Regions from separate parts of the Sus scrofa genome. Here all the other regions are linked to region 1. Evidence: chromatin contacts called from public HiChIP or PLAC-seq data. All regions are on one chromosome and are shown on one strand. Each heading gives the region's core, a stretch centred on a gene start, on an enhancer-like site or on the middle of the called end of the contact. The rest is flanking DNA. Distances are from core to core; before and after follow the strand shown. Region 1 holds the start of INPPL1 (inositol polyphosphate phosphatase like 1). Region 2 overlaps CLPB (caseinolytic peptidase B protein homolog). Region 3 holds the start of NUMA1 (nuclear mitotic apparatus protein 1). Region 4 overlaps NUMA1 (nuclear mitotic apparatus protein 1).

What was found. HiChIP or PLAC-seq counts read pairs in DNA pulled down with a chosen protein or histone mark.
Region 2: a contact with region 1 is called in an H3K27ac HiChIP or PLAC-seq map of alveolar macrophages. The contact joins the enhancer-like site here to the promoter of INPPL1 in region 1. A contact is called at or near these places in 5 of 5 promoter capture datasets (fetal liver, fetal skeletal muscle, liver and 1 more), 3 of 47 Hi-C or Micro-C datasets (embryonic fibroblasts, epiblast stem cells and fibroblasts) and 2 of 2 datasets of contacts at active chromatin or transcription factors (alveolar macrophages and skeletal muscle).
Region 3: an H3K27ac HiChIP or PLAC-seq map of alveolar macrophages shows a contact between it and region 1. The contact joins the promoter of NUMA1 here to the promoter of INPPL1 in region 1. A contact is called at or near these places in 5 of 47 Hi-C or Micro-C datasets (embryonic fibroblasts, heart right ventricle, liver and 2 more) and 1 of 2 datasets of contacts at active chromatin or transcription factors (alveolar macrophages).
Region 4: an H3K27ac HiChIP or PLAC-seq map of alveolar macrophages shows a contact between it and region 1. The contact joins the enhancer-like site here to the promoter of INPPL1 in region 1. A contact is called at or near these places in 1 of 5 promoter capture datasets (liver), 8 of 47 Hi-C or Micro-C datasets (embryonic fibroblasts, epiblast stem cells, heart right ventricle and 3 more) and 2 of 2 datasets of contacts at active chromatin or transcription factors (alveolar macrophages and skeletal muscle).

Annotation. Positions count from the first base shown.
Region 1 is chr9:6,792,462-6,795,775 of Sscrofa11.1, reverse strand. It overlaps INPPL1 (inositol polyphosphate phosphatase like 1), which reads right to left and starts at 1,805. Exons shown (of 32, transcript NM_001190279.1): 1 at 1,774-1,805; 2 at 1,610-1,771. The coding sequence starts at 1,805.
Region 2 is chr9:6,958,507-6,961,831 of Sscrofa11.1, reverse strand. The region is part of intron 3 of CLPB (caseinolytic peptidase B protein homolog); the gene reads left to right. Among named protein-coding and RNA genes, the nearest start is that of PHOX2A, 130 kb to the right of the region's middle. Within about 2 kb of position 1,306, at least 13 of the 83 cell types and tissues checked have an H3K27ac peak or open chromatin away from gene starts, as enhancers often do. A contact at or near this core is called in alveolar macrophages, where this site is marked.
Region 3 is chr9:6,661,369-6,665,003 of Sscrofa11.1, reverse strand. It overlaps NUMA1 (nuclear mitotic apparatus protein 1), which reads left to right and starts at 2,038. Exons shown (of 26, transcript XM_005653665.3): 1 at 2,038-2,214. LRRC51 (leucine-rich repeat-containing protein 51) reads right to left here and starts at 1,882. Exons shown (of 6, transcript NM_001282115.1): 1 at 1,782-1,882. LOC102158722 (a long non-coding RNA gene) reads left to right here. Exons shown (of 4, transcript XR_297536.2): 3 at 194-368; 4 at 634-1,281.
Region 4 is chr9:6,610,100-6,613,747 of Sscrofa11.1, reverse strand. NUMA1 (nuclear mitotic apparatus protein 1) reads left to right here. Exons shown (of 26, transcript XM_005653665.3): 4 at 2,489-2,568; 5 at 3,628-3,648. Among named protein-coding and RNA genes, the nearest start is that of IL18BP, 25 kb to the right of the region's middle. Within about 2 kb of position 1,902, at least 30 of the 83 cell types and tissues checked have an H3K27ac peak or open chromatin away from gene starts, as enhancers often do. A contact at or near this core is called in alveolar macrophages, liver and skeletal muscle, where this site is marked.

The DNA.
Region 1 (3,314 bases), core at 556-3,055:
AGGCCGGGGCCTGAATCCTGGCCTGCTGCTTGGCCTGTCGGTGCCTGCTGGGACAGGGCTGTTCCTGAAGGTTCTCTGTACATGTGGGTGTTACATACAGGTAAGCAAGTTTGGTTCTGATCACCCACCCCAGGCTCCTGCGATGCGAGGCGTAACCGGACTCAGCAAGGAAAGCCAAAGCCCAAAAGGACAGACCCCACCCCACCCATCCCCTCTCCGGGCAGCGGAGCCAAGATCTTCCCCTCCTGGGACAATAATGCTGCTCATCCCGACACAGGCCCAGCTGTCCCCTCCCACTCAACAGCTGACCCAGCACCTGCCTCCCCCCCCCAATTAGGGGGTGTGCCACGGGGCGGCTGGGATGCAGGACTCTGGATATTCATCTGCCTAATAAGCTGTCCCTGTTCGGTCTTCCCTGTTGGGCCTCAGACATGGGACATAAGCTGAGACTCAGGGGACTCCTTCTTCTTCAGGTCCACCGCCCAGGCCAGGGTTTCTCAACCTCAGCCCCACTGACACTTTGGAGCACGTGATCCTTTGTCGTGAGGGGCTGTCCTGTGTGTGATCGGAGGTTTAGCAGCGCTCCTGGCTTCTACCCAAGAGAAGCCAGCAGCACAGTCCCAGGTGTGACAACCCAAAGTGTCTCCAGACGTGACCAGATATCCTCTGAGGAGGAAACTCAACCCCAAGTGAGAACCGCTGGCCCAGGCCAGGGCACCCCCAAAGATGTGAGAACAGAGGGGGAAAGGCCACAGGAGTGGGGACTTGGGAAGGCTCACCGGCCTAAGAAGAACCATAACTGGATCTAAACAAAGCAGCCCCACAGCTTCCCACTCACCTGCTTCCACTCCGGAGCCTACCCGAGCCCTCCCAGTGCCACATCTCGAGGCCCAAGAGGGCAGCTCAGGCAGAACAGTCCAAAACTGAAAATGCACAAACTCACCCAGCACCGCTGCCGCACAAACACAAAACCAGGCCCACTCAGAGAGCGGGCCAAGCCTAGCCCCTCGCTGGGCACCCATAGCTCAGGGACAGGGCAGCGGATCCCAGAGCCAGCCCCGGGCACACTCACTCACTGATTCATAAAACAGTGACTCCGCAGACACAGCTCCCCCCCTTCTTGTCAACACCACCCTGCCCCCCAGCCCCAGATGAGACAGCCAAGCAAGCCCAGCCTCAGTCCTGCGGGCACAGAAAGGCCCCCTAAGGAAGCTGCTGGGCAACTCCACACCCCCGGGGTTCATGGGGCCCTGACTGCCACTCAGACGTCCAACCCCTATACAAAGTAAAGTGCACAGAACCGTGGAAAGCACATCGGCACCAGTGCCTGGAGGGCGGCTGAGGGGGTCGTCCAGAGACTCCCTGCATTTGCCCCAGAACGGCCACCCTGAGCAGCGGGACCCCCCATGCCGGCCCTCCGTGCCCCAGCAAGTGCGCTCAGACACACAGCAGGAAGGAAGCGATCCCTGCATCCTTCCTCGGGCCCAGCAGAAGGCCAGGCCCCCGCTCTGGAGGGTGCTGGCGGCCCACGGTCCCGGGCCCGCCCCACACCACCCCACGAAGCCCAGGCCGTGCCCGCGCCCGCCCGCCCGCCGGCGGCCCCACTCACAGGACGCAGAGCGCGAAGGCTCCTGCCACGCTCTCGCTGTCTCGGACCAGGAAGCTGCCATCGCGGCCTGCCCGGGCCAGCAGCTCCTCGGCGGCGGCCCGGCTCAGGTCGCGGTGGTACCAGGCGGGGGCCGGGCTGCCCAGCGCGGCCCCCGGGCCCGCTCCCCCGGGCCCGGCGCCCCGCACGCGGAGGCCATGGCCCGCGCAGGGCTCAGCGCCGCCCGCGCCCGCCGCCCCGCGCCATTCGCCCCAGGACGCTCGGGGCCGAGGCTGGGGCCGGGCCCGGGGCCCGGGCCTGAGGATCCGCTGGCGGGATCGAGCCGGGGATCGCGGCTCCGCGCTCCGCCGCGCTGGACGCCGGGTTTGCCGCGCAGCCGCCGCCGCCGCCGCCGCCAGCAGCGCCGGCCTCAACTTGAAGAGAAAGAAAAGTTTGTTCAGAGGCGGCGGGGGAGGGGCAGGCGTGCAGCGCGGGGCCCGGCGGCCCGCCCCCGCCCCCGCCGCTCGGCCCGCCCCTGCCCCCACCCCCCGAGGAGTCGCCCTCCGCACGCCCGCGGGACCCCCTAAGCCCCAGGGCAAGCCAGCCTCCCGCACCCCACAACGATCCTGCCCCGCCGTCATCACCCGGAGGAGATCCGGCCCCTCACACCGCCCCCACCCCATCGAAGCCCCAGTCCCCCATCCTGCGCCCTGACACTTCGGGATCCCGACCCCATCCTCCTCCCTTCAATAGTCGCAAAGATACGACCCCCAACTCTCATAAACGTCTGATTTCACCCAAAGCCTTTCCATTCGTCCCCTCCCCCCCAGACTCGTAGGGTCGAGTTACCAAAATCCGCAAAGTATCTCATGATGAACCTCCTCCCGTTCCTCTCCCCATCACCCCCAACTCCGGGGAAATCCGGCCCCCTTCTTAGACCTGAACCTCCAAACCACACTGGGTCCAAATCCCGCGAGGGGATCCCCCACGAACCCCCAGACGGGGTCCAGTGTCCGAATCCCCATGCACCCTCCCGGCAGCCCCTCTCAGTCCGGCCAGGGCCCTTCCCCCTCTCGGCCAAGTTCCCTGGCACCATCCCCCATCCCCGCAGGCCCCGGCCTTGAGGGGTTCAGCACTCCGAGACCAGGCTTCCCCTGGCCCATCTAGAAGAAAGTTCCCTCAACGCCCCGGGCTCCCGACCTCTCCCCAGAGCCGCGGCCGCCCAGCCCGGACCCCCACCTCCTGCGCTGTACCGCTGCCCCCTTCCCCAGGGAAGCGGCCCTGGACTCTCCGCGGCCACTTAAGATGGCCATCCTCCGCCGCCGCACCCCCCTCGCCTTCCGCCCCGCCCGCCGCTCCGCCCCCGCCGCTCTCCGCGGAGCTGGGGGCAGCACCCGCGCCCCGCCTTGCTGGGCCCCGCGCCTAGATCCCAGAGCCGCGGATCGGCCCATTGACCTCGGCTAAGTCTCGGCGCCTCCGGGAGCGTCGCCTTCCCGCTCCGTAAAATGGGGGTAACGTTATGAGGGCAGACTCCTTGGGACTGTGCTTGTAAAGCTCTCGGCACGCGGCCTGGCATCCAGCGGGCGCTCTCAAACGGCGGCTATTTTTATTATTAATTAAGGAGCAACGAAGGTGACAGCTGTGTAAACTGTAAAGCGCTGCAGCAGAACCGACGGGTATTATTAGCACTCGCCCCCGCCCCAGCTACTCGCTCCAAGTCAACAAACTT
Region 2 (3,325 bases), core at 57-2,556, 170 kb before region 1:
GCTCTGTCCGTTACCTGTGCTGGTTAGCCCCCTCAGTTACTTCAGTTACTTGTGCTGGTTAGCTGGTTAGTCCCGTCAGTTACCAGTGCTGGTAGGCCCATCAGTTACCAGTTCTGGTTAGCCCTGTCAGATACTTGTGCTGGTTAGTCCTGTCAGTTACCTGTGCTGGTTAGTCCCATCAGTTACTTCAGTTACTTGTGCTGGTTAGCCCTATCCGTTACCTGTGCTGGTTAGTCCTGTCAGTTACCTGTGCCGGTAGGCCCATCAGTTACCAATGCTGGTTAGCTCCGTCAGATGCTTGTGGTGGTTAGTCTTGTCAGTTACCTGTGCCGGTTAGCCCCGTCAGTTAAACTGTGCTAGTTAGTCCTGTCAGTTACCTGTGCTGGTTAGTCGCATCAGATACTTGTTCTGGTTAGCCCCGTCAGATACTTCAGTTAGTTGTGCTGGTTAGCCCTGTCTGTTGCCTGTGCTGGTTAGTCCCATTAGTTACCAGTGCAGTTAGTTCCGTCAGATGCTTGTGCTGGTTAGTCTTGTCAGTTACCTGTGCCGGTTAGCCCTGTCAGTTAAACTGTGCTAGTTAGTCCCATCAGATACCTGTGCTGGTGCCAGGCTACATGTGGGGCAAAGGGAAGAAGCTGGGCCCTGTGCCCTGGGAGGCAGTGGCTTCAGTGTAGAGAGCCCGGGCTCCTGTCCTAGGCTGCCCCTTGTGGACCGTGCCATCTTCGGCAGGGCGGTTTCATCTCTGTGTGACTCAGGCCCCTTCTCTAATCACAGGATCGGGGAGACTGTAAACGTCAGGTGCCTGAGGCATGGTAGGTTGCTCAGAAACGGGAGTTTTGAATTCCACCACGAAGAGTTTTGTGGGACCTGAGGAGCCCAGCCTGCTGTGTGCTCCCCACCCCGCCAGACAGCTCTCAGAGCACCCGGGATCCTCGGAGCACTTCTCTGTGTCCCTCCCTGCTTGTCCCATTTCCCCACCCCCGACTCAGTCTAGGAGCTCCCTGTGGGCAAGATCCGCGTCTGATTCCTCTGACCCTCGGTGCCCAGCACGGAGACTGACTTGGAGAACAAAGCTGAAGTAATCCCGGCGCGTCTTGCCCTCCCGTCTCGAGGGCCGGGTGTGGTGGCTGGCTTTGCACAGTCCCTTCTGCACCGACAGTCTCACAGTGCTCTGGGACTTGGCAGTGGTGGCTCAAGGGCCAGCCCTGTTTAAGAAATTCAAGCCGCTTCTGTGTCTCACCACTGTAGTGTGGCAAGCTTCCTGGCAACCCGCCACTGCCCCACTGCCCTCTGCTGCTGCCTAGACAACCTGCCCTGATGCCAGTAGGTGGCGCTCATGGCCCTTTCCCACAGTTCAGCTGCCTGGACAGACCTTGCCTTCCTGTCACCACATCTCAAAGTGCCTAGAGCCCTGAGCAAGGGTACAAGGGAAGGGTGCCCTGGACCGCGCCCTCCCCTTCCTGGCCCTGTATTGCTGGGGTTTGTGTTTTATTGCGTCCCAGCCACAGCACACACTGCTTGGGGAAGTGGAGATGTTTCCTCTGCAAGATCCCGGGAGTTTCTTAGGGCGGTCTGTGCTTCTGCCCATCCTTTCGGGCATGGCTCGTGCCTCTGCCTCCAAGAAGTCATCCCCATGGCACTTGCTCTGACCTGCACCTTGCCAGGTGTGTGGCTATCCCGCGAACACCCTGGAAGGCAAGGGCCCTGAGAATTGATCAGGTATCCTGCCTGCCCAGAGTCCTGTAATAACCAGCCTCATGGAAAGAGAGAGGAACGACTAGTTTGTGGAATGAATAGTTGAATGATAGGAAGTGGTTCCTCAAAAAGTTGTTATCCAAACTGCAGAGTAATCTGTAAACTAACCTTACTCTGCAGAAAAGTCAGTGTCACGAATATCAAAGACAGCCTGAGAACCTATTCTAGATAAAAAGAAACTGGAGTTCCCATCGTGACTCAGTGGTTAGCAAACCTGCCTAGCATTCATGAGGATGTGGGTTCGATCCCTGGCTTCGCTCACTGGGTTAAGGATCCAGCGTTGCCGTGAGCTGTGGTGCAGGTCACAGACACGGCTTGGATCTGGCTGTGGCTGTGGCGTGGGCCGTCAGCTGGAGCTCTGATTGGGCCCCCTAGCCTGGGAACCTCCATATGCCGCGGGTGTGGCCCTAAAAAGACAAAAGACCAGAAAAATTAAAAAATAAAAATAAGATCTCTATAGGAAAAATGTATGTTTTAAAAAATAATAATAATCTCTTTTTAAGTGTGCCAAGTTCTTGCTAGAAACTAAGATAGGACAAAGAGTGGTCCCCCCAGCATTGGCTTTTATTCTGTTTAATCCAGCAGTGTTCACTGAGGTTCTGCTACAGCCCCTCCACTCTGTGCCTTTGTACACAGAGAACAGAGGGAACGCTGAGAGCTAACGCCTGGAAAATGTAAGCGCTTTCGCATTATTGCCCCCGGTCCTCTGAGCGCCCTCACGGCGTAGGTCTGGCAGCCTGACAGGGCGGGAGCGCTGAGGTTCAGAGAGGTGAGCAGGACCTGCCCGCAGTCACGCAGCCTAGAAGAGACGGGTGCAGGCTTACATCCAGATCGGTCTGTCCCAGGGCTGTCGCTTTCCGAGTCTCCATATCTGTCTGTGTGAGACAAAGGATTGGACAGACTGATCTCAGCAGATCCTTCTTTACGTCTGGAAATTTTAAAACTTTTTGTTATGGCAGGAAGTGACTGGTTATAAAGCAAGCAGGCCCATCACACAGGGCATCTCATTTGCTGTTGGTCCTTCTCCCTGGCTGTCCACTCGCTGCCCTTTGGAGTCTGTGTGTGGCAGTGCCAGGAAGGGCCCCTTCACGGGGCGAGGGCACCTGGGGAGGTGCCTTGGGGCAGGGCCTGAGCCAAGCCTGGAAGGAGGCGCTCTGTTCCAGTCGTGAAAGCAGATGATGCCAGAGAGCCCCGGCGTCTGAGTGGAGCGTGGCGTGGGGTCTGCCCGAAGTCGCCCAGGCTGGGCTCCAAGAGCTTGTCCTCCCTTGCCCCTGCCCCCCAGCCCAGGCTGACCGGGTAGATAAGGCACAGATGGAGGCTGTGTGTGGATTCTAGCCCCAGGCGCCCTGCCTCTGCTCAGACGGCAGGGCCTGGTGCTGTTATTACTGTAAACAGGACCTTCTGCAAGGCTCCAGCCAGGGCCCTGTTGCCCAGATAGCGATCGTGATTGAGTCTGCATGGCTCACTGCTTCCAGGCCGCTGGTGCAGGTGGGACGGAGCTCCCCACCCGGCAGCCCCCTCCCCAGCTGCAGCTGAGGGCAGCTCAAGTGAAGGATCCGGAAATCAGGGG
Region 3 (3,635 bases), core at 789-3,288, 130 kb after region 1:
AAGCGAATGTCTTCCTCTCAAAGAGCAGTGGTCTCATGTGCGCTTTGGGGAAGTGCTGGCTGGAGTCACTTCACAGCTGAATCCTCGGTCAAGTGTGGCCTGGCCTGCTGGGCATGGGTTGCTGACTGGGGGGGCCTGAATCTTTGGATATCAAATCTGCAGACATAATAAAGAGCACATTATTCTTTTGTAGAAACAGGGGAGCTGGCTCGTGTTCTCACCTCGACCGGTCCCACATGAGCACCCACAAGCTGGATGCCTCTGAGCAAGACTGAGTACTTTTCTCAAAGCGAGTCCGAGTTGGGACCTTGGAGTCCAGCACTGCTGGACATGGATTTTAGCTTAAAATACTTAAGGGCAAGTTTTTGGTAAGTTTTTATTATTATTGTTTTGTCTTTTTAGGGCTGCAGCTGCAGCACATGGAAGTTCCCAGGCTAGGGGTTGAATCGGAGCTGCAGCTGCTGGCCTACACCACAGCCACAGGCACGCCGGATCCCACATGCATCTGCGACCTACACCACAGCTCATGGAACACTGGCAGGCCAGGCCACACTTGAATTTACTCAAGCCCAGCCTGGTCCTCATCTCTGAGCTCCCAATCTGTATAACCAATTGCCTCTTCACCACTTCCAGGCTATCTCCAAGACAGGCGCCTGCAACACGTCTGCAGGTGAACTCATACTCTCTGGGTACTCCTGGATCTCTTCCGGTGTTCTCCCCTCTCCCCACCATTACGGAGGTCAGAAAACCAAGAGTTACCTTGAATACCCCTTCCATTTCCCATCCAGAATAAATACCTGTCAGCTTTGCTTCCTAAATGTCTTTTCTCTAGTCCGAGCTACCATCACTTCCTTTCTGCCTTCCCTCCCAGCCATTTTGCCTACTGCAACCAGAGTAATCCTGCAAAATGCAAATCTGATATTGTTCACTCCCCCCCACGACAGCCCATTTAAAAACTGTCCCTGGGACAGTTTAATCTACTACTTTGAACACATTCTTAAACTAGAGAGGCTGTAAGCTCAAGCTAGAGACTTAGCTGGAAGTTGGCAAACAGGGATCTAGTCCTAGCTGTCACTGACTTGGTGCGTGGCCTCTGTCACTACTTCTCACTAGGTTGGTTTTCCAGTCTGTGATATGGGATAAATATTCTTGGATTCACAAAGTTCAAAAGAAAGAGGCTGTGAAAGCACTAGGTAAGTTACTAGATGTAACGGATCTGTCATGAAGTCTGGAAAAGGAATGAAGCTCTAATTGCAGACCTTGGGGAGACGGACAACAGAGGAGGTGCAGGGAGAAGAGGTAAAGACAGGACCCCTCCTAAGTATGTGTGGAAGATCCTGCTGACTCTCTGAAAAGGAGGCTCTACTCTGGGTCTTCCTGCCTGGAAGGAAAGGGGCCGTTCAAGCCCCAGAAATTTTCCTACATCCCCAGAATTAGAGACTTTTGATTTGCTCTAATCCCACTCCCATGTCTTGCAGAGGGTCTTCTGTTGATCAGAGGAAAACCAACCCTATATCTGAAGAAGTTTCAGATCTTCCAGAATGTGTCAGGGACTTGAGACAGTAGTATTAGGGGGTCCTATTCTGTGATGATGGCGATCTTAAGCACCCCCACATCTGTATGGGTATTTATCTCCGCCTTCCCCCCCCCCCCCACGAGCCCGTCTATCCCATATGGGTTTGTGCCTTGTCGTTGTGAAAAGGGTTAAGACGGGGTTGTCTCAGATCCCCGAGGAGAGAAGTTCTTAGTTTTTCCTGCGTGCCCCTCCCCGCTCAACTCACCCGCAAGTGCTTCCCCGCCAGCCTCAGCGTCCTACTATCGCAGCGTTACTCGGCGCAACTCCATGGTAACCACCTTCGCCTACAAGTCCCGGCTGGCGCGGTAGGCGCTACCGCGATACCTTCCGCGAGCTGCAGTTCGTGGCGGGTGGGGGCGCCAAGGCCGCGGGTGGTGCTGGGACTTGTAGTTGCTTTTGCCCTCAAGCCGCGGGCCGGGCTCCGGAAGTTGTGGCACCCTTTCTCCCTTCCCACTTCCTTTTCGCGGGTCCTCCAGCGTGCCCTGGGCGTGCGACGCCAGCCGACACGGACCAATCGCAGGGCGGCGCGAGGGGGCGGGGCCATAGTTTAAACTAATTGTGCGCTCGCCTCGCTGGCGCGAGCCCGTGGCGAAGGCGATCCCGGGTAGGCGAGAGGCGGAGCGGGAGCGCGCGGCCAGGTAAGCGGCGCGGGCCCGCTGCTGGTGTGCGGCCTGGGCGCCCGCAGGGAAGCCGGGGCCTAAAGGGGGTGCTGAGAGACGGGTGCGAACGGAAGGCCTCGTTCCTCACCGAGGCTGAGTGGGGAGAGTCTGTCGCGGGTAAGGGTTGTGAGGAGAGGGCCTTGTCCGAGGGGAGGCGGCGGACGTGCTTCGGGGGAGGGCCTGCTCGGGGGCGTGTCCGTGGCATCGAGTCTGCGGGCGACGGGGTGCGGGTGGTGCAGCTTCCTCAAAGCCTGTGGCCGCGGCTTCCTGTAGTAATGGTCCTCGCCCGTTACTGCTAACAATAGCGGTAGTACTACTAGTAAACAGTTCCCGAGCACCGACGACGTTTCAGAGGCTGTGCCACGCCCGTTATGTGGATCCTCTTTTAAACAGTCCCGCAGCTTTGTCACACTTTACTACAGCGGGGCCCTTCTGAGGTTTATGTTCGGCTTGGCCGGGGTTGTATAACCAGTGCGTGGTTGGCTCCACTGGCGTCTTTGTGGGTGGGGCCTGAGTGGGAAGGAGGTGCTTTATTGGCAGTGAGGGTTGTCTCGGACGAGTCAATTTATTGTGAGCCTCACTTTTTCACGTGTGGTGTAAACAACGAGTTTACGTGCCCTTACCTACTTTCCTGGGGTTGTTGGACGGGGGGTGGGGGGTGTGCGGGTCAAATTAGGTAAAGTGTTTCTTTGAAGCGTCTCGGAGAGTACACATTCATGACCATAAGTGATGTGACCGTGTGAAGGTTATTGGTGCAAGAGAGCTCCTCTGGGTGGATGCTGCCCCTTCTGGGCCCCCTCTTTTGCTCACCCCTAAGGTAGCGTTTTTCATCTGGTGTTCGGAGTGTCTGCGCATTTGTCTGCCCTACTAGATAGAGACGGAATATTTTGCCCCTGTATCCTGATGCCTGTGCAGAGTGTGAAATGTATTGTGGCCATTAGTTAACATATGCTTTGAAATGAATGAGCTTTTTTGGGCTGAAAGGGGATAGGAACCTGGCTTTCCCATCTTTATTTAGTGGCTTTTGCATCTCTGTATTAAGTTAGCCTCGTGCCCAGAGTGGCACTGCCTCCAGAAAATATACTACTACTTACTTTAAACCACGCTGCCCTTTCTCTGGGGTCTGTTGCCAGGTCCTGCGTTTCTAAGGCTCTGGATTGGCAAGTGTTGTGGCCAGAAACCTTGGATGGGAAGGGAATTGGAGCTCTCTGCCTTGTGGAGATCTTTCCTGCTGTGAATTGATGAGAGCCTAGAGAGAATGTTCAGATCAGGCTAAGGCAACTTTTAGGCAGCGGGGAAGAGTATATGCATTCCCTCCCTGTCTCTTCCTGGGTGGTATTTTCTCCTTCAGAGGAAGAAACACACACTTCTCTGTAAAAAGCTACAGGGTACTCTTTTCT
Region 4 (3,648 bases), core at 653-3,152, 180 kb after region 1:
ACATTTTCATCGGGAGGGCCGCAATTCAAGATACCCACCTTCCTAGTTCTCACAGGTGTCGCCTGAGCTGTAGACTGGAAGAGATGGGTGGGGGCGGGGGAGGGGGTGTTCTGAGGGCAGGGCCGGTGAAACCCTGGGTTAATGCTGAGGTCCACCTCAGATCCAGGACAGCGAGACCGCTTTCCTCTGGGAAAGCAGACCTTCTTGGCGGATGTGTAAGGGCCGATTCATTTCTGGTGTTCTTCCTGTGGCTAAGCAAAATCAGATCCCGGTTCTGCGGGGAAGGCAGTGGAGGGTGGCAGGGTGGGTGGTAGGTAGAAGCTGTGGGACTTGATCAAGAGCTGTACCTTTGCCACTTGGCCTTCTATCTGGGGACACTCAGCAGAGAGAAAACCCTCTGTTTTTCTGTGTGACTAGGCTGAAACAAACTAAAAGCCTGTCTCTTTTTTTTTTTTTTTTTTTTTTTTGCCACTCGTGAGTTCCCTGGCCAGGTATCAGATCCAAGCCACATTCGAGACTCAAACTGCAGCTATGGCAATGCTGGATCCTTAACCCACTGTGCTGGGCTGGGGATCAAACCTGCGTCCCAGCACTCCCAAGACACTGCCGATCCCATTGCACCACAGTGGGAACTCTCTGCCCAGTCTTTTTGATACCTGTGAGGTTTGCATAGCAAAGTTTAGTGGGGGTGTTTTTTCCAGAAAATGTGAGACCCTGACATTTGTCTTACTGATGTTGACCTCCTCTCTTCCCAGTAAACAGCATCCTTTGTTAGTCAGTCTGTGTGTAATTGGGACCTGCTATACTCCTAGCTTTCAGCTCATGCAAAGTGGTCTGTTAAAATGATGCACTTGTGGGAGTCCCATTGTGGCCTAGTAGAAACTAACCTGCCTAGTACCCGTGAGGCTGCAGGTTTGAGCCCTGACCCTACTCAGTGGGTTAAGGATCTGGTGTTGCCATGGCCATGAGCTGCAGTGTAGGTTGCAGACATGGTTCAGATCTGGCATTGCTGTGGCTGTGGTGTAGGCTGATGCTGCAGCTCCAGTTAGACCCCTAGCCTGGGAGCTTCCCTGTGCTGCGGGTGGCCCTAAAAAGAACCCCATGAGTGTCATGGTGTCATAGGAGTTCCTGAGAATGAAAGCACTCAGAGACTCAGCGCAGGCCTGAAGGATGGGCTGGGTTCCTCCGGGACCCCATTTTCTAAAACATCCACGCAGCTACACTTATCCCAAGGGCTTGGGTAGGGGGTTTAGTGGTCAGATAAGTTTAGGAAGTAATGCATGTTGTATCTTCTTCTTTGGAAAATGTTTGGTTTGGGTTAACCCAGTATTTCTCCAACATTTAACCCAAGAACGCTTTGTTTTTATTTGAGGTAAATAAATCACTGCTCTCTGCAAGGCACGGATCCACAGCGTTCCTGGTTAGGTTGGGTAGGGAAGATGGCTCTTTCAGGAGTCTGTGAGGAGACGAGTCTCCTTGTAGGAGACTTGGTAGGAGTCCCTAATCACAGACCAGCTGCCCAGAATGCTTCCTGGGCGGCGGGGGTGGGGGGCGTGGTGGGGGTGGTTCACCCGGAGCAAGCCTTTGTAATCACGTGGGATCGGAGGGAACGCCTCTGAAGGCCTTGGCTGGGGTGCCTCTTGTGCTTTGCAGGATGTCTGGCTCTGGAGGAGTCTAGAGTCTGCCCTGCCTTCCCCTCTAGGAAGGTGATTGAGGCCTGGAGTTTGGGCTTCTGAGGAACAGAGGGCCTTTTAATCAGGATCTTAAGCTGTAGCCTAGAGAGAGAAGTCAGCTTTCTAGCTTGGAGAGAAGGTCATCGCCCAGGAAAATGAAACTGCACTTGGCCTGAGCGGCGGGGGCGGGGCTGTGAGAGCTCCCCCTGCTGCTTCCCGCCCTCATTGCTCTCTGCACTTGGCGTCCTGCCACGTCAACTGGCGAGCCCTGCGAGGCCACAGATTAAGAGCGACTGCTGCGTGGCCTGGCCTCTCAGAGGCTTTTGCCACCTGGGCCTTCAGCCTTGCGTGTGTTGACCTTTGCCCTGTCCCTGGAGGGCCTCGCTCCTTCCTGCTCATTGTGCTTGGACCCCCTTTCCCTTCCCGGGGTCCTCTTCGCTCCGGCTCCAGCCACCTTCCCAGGCCTCCTGTCCTTTTATACTTGAGCCGTTCTGGCCTAGCGTCCCAGTCCTCTGTGCTGCTTCCATCCCCACTCAAGCCCCTTCCCACCGAGCTTTTTGATCTTTAGAGGGGCTGGGAGAGTGCCACCTTTTCCAGGAGGACCTCAGGCCTCAGGTCCCCGCTTCTCGCCCAGCACGGTTCCTTCTTGGCTGGACGGTATCTTGGTATCTTCTGCCTGCCTCCACCGTCTGGTCTGGTGCCCCCCGCAGACCCAGCACAGATCCAGCCTGCAGGGACGGGAGGGCAGCATGTCACGCACTAGCAAGGCGGGAGGGGTGCTGAGCGCTCTGTCTCACCTACTTGCTCTTTTCCAGCCGTGGCGCTGACAGAGGACAGCAAATCCTGCAGCAGCCGGTGCCAGAGAGACTGGAATTTGTGTGCAGTTTTCTGCAGAGTAAGCACCTTTCTTGTCCAGCTGGGATGGAACTGCCGCCTCAGCTCCTGGAAACCAGGAGTCCAGGAGAACCAGGGCCCAGTGTCTGGAGGAGCAAGGCTTGAGGCTGCCTGCTCTGTGCCACAGGGATGCGTTCAGCCTGGCAGCTTCCCATCTGGTGATGCCTGCACCAGGCGGGGAAGTGTCCCTGCAGGCTGGGGCCCATGTCCGGGGGTCCAGGTAGAGCCAGAGGGTCGGTCTTGGGGCCTCATCGCCTTGGGCCCCCCGAACTCCCCCAAAGGAGACAGAAGGATCCATGCTACCCTCTTCCCCTGCAGGGAGAGCATTTACCCCAGAGCGCGTTGAAAGGCTTGTCTGGGTGGTGGGAAAAGGGGAACAGGCAGGTGGAGGTTGGCGGTCTTGGCCCTTCTGCTCCACTGCTTGTGTGACCTTTTTGGACATGGGTTCCTTGCCTTTCAGTGAAGATGGTAATAGCTGCTCTTAGGTTAACGGGTAGAGCTTCTAGCCCCGAGCTCCCCTTGTCCAGCTGTGACAGTCCTCATCTTTGACACCGGAGCCATCTGCTGTCTCCACCTCGAGAGAAGTAGAAGAAAGGTGACAGTGGATTTCGATAAAGCAGGGTGTTGGTAATTGAGCCCAGCCCCCCCTGGCAGCAGTGTCCCCATCGCTAGTCTGATGCAGCTGCAGGCGGCTTCCTCTGTGATCTCTAGAGTGAGACTCTAGAGTGACCTGGAATCTCTGGACTCCTCCCCTCTGGTGCTGAGTGGGAGCTGGCGCGTGGGTAGGTGCGTGCAGTGTCAGGCCCCGAGCTGCTGTGAATGCCCAGCCAGCCTCCTCCTTCATCTGTCCCTGTAGTCCTTGGACTGACCCAGCATAGAACTCACTGCAGCTGGAAATGTGTATGTCGGGGGTGCTAGGACCTAGGAATAAGGAGCCCCGTGTCTCCCGGCCCCACCAGAGACAGCCCTTTGGCTGCTCCTCTGACTCTGAGGGGTTCTCATAGTCTCAGACATGGGCCCCAGGAAGTTCACCTTGTTTTCTGCACTGTGGTCACTACAGAAAACCGGAAGCATCCCTCTT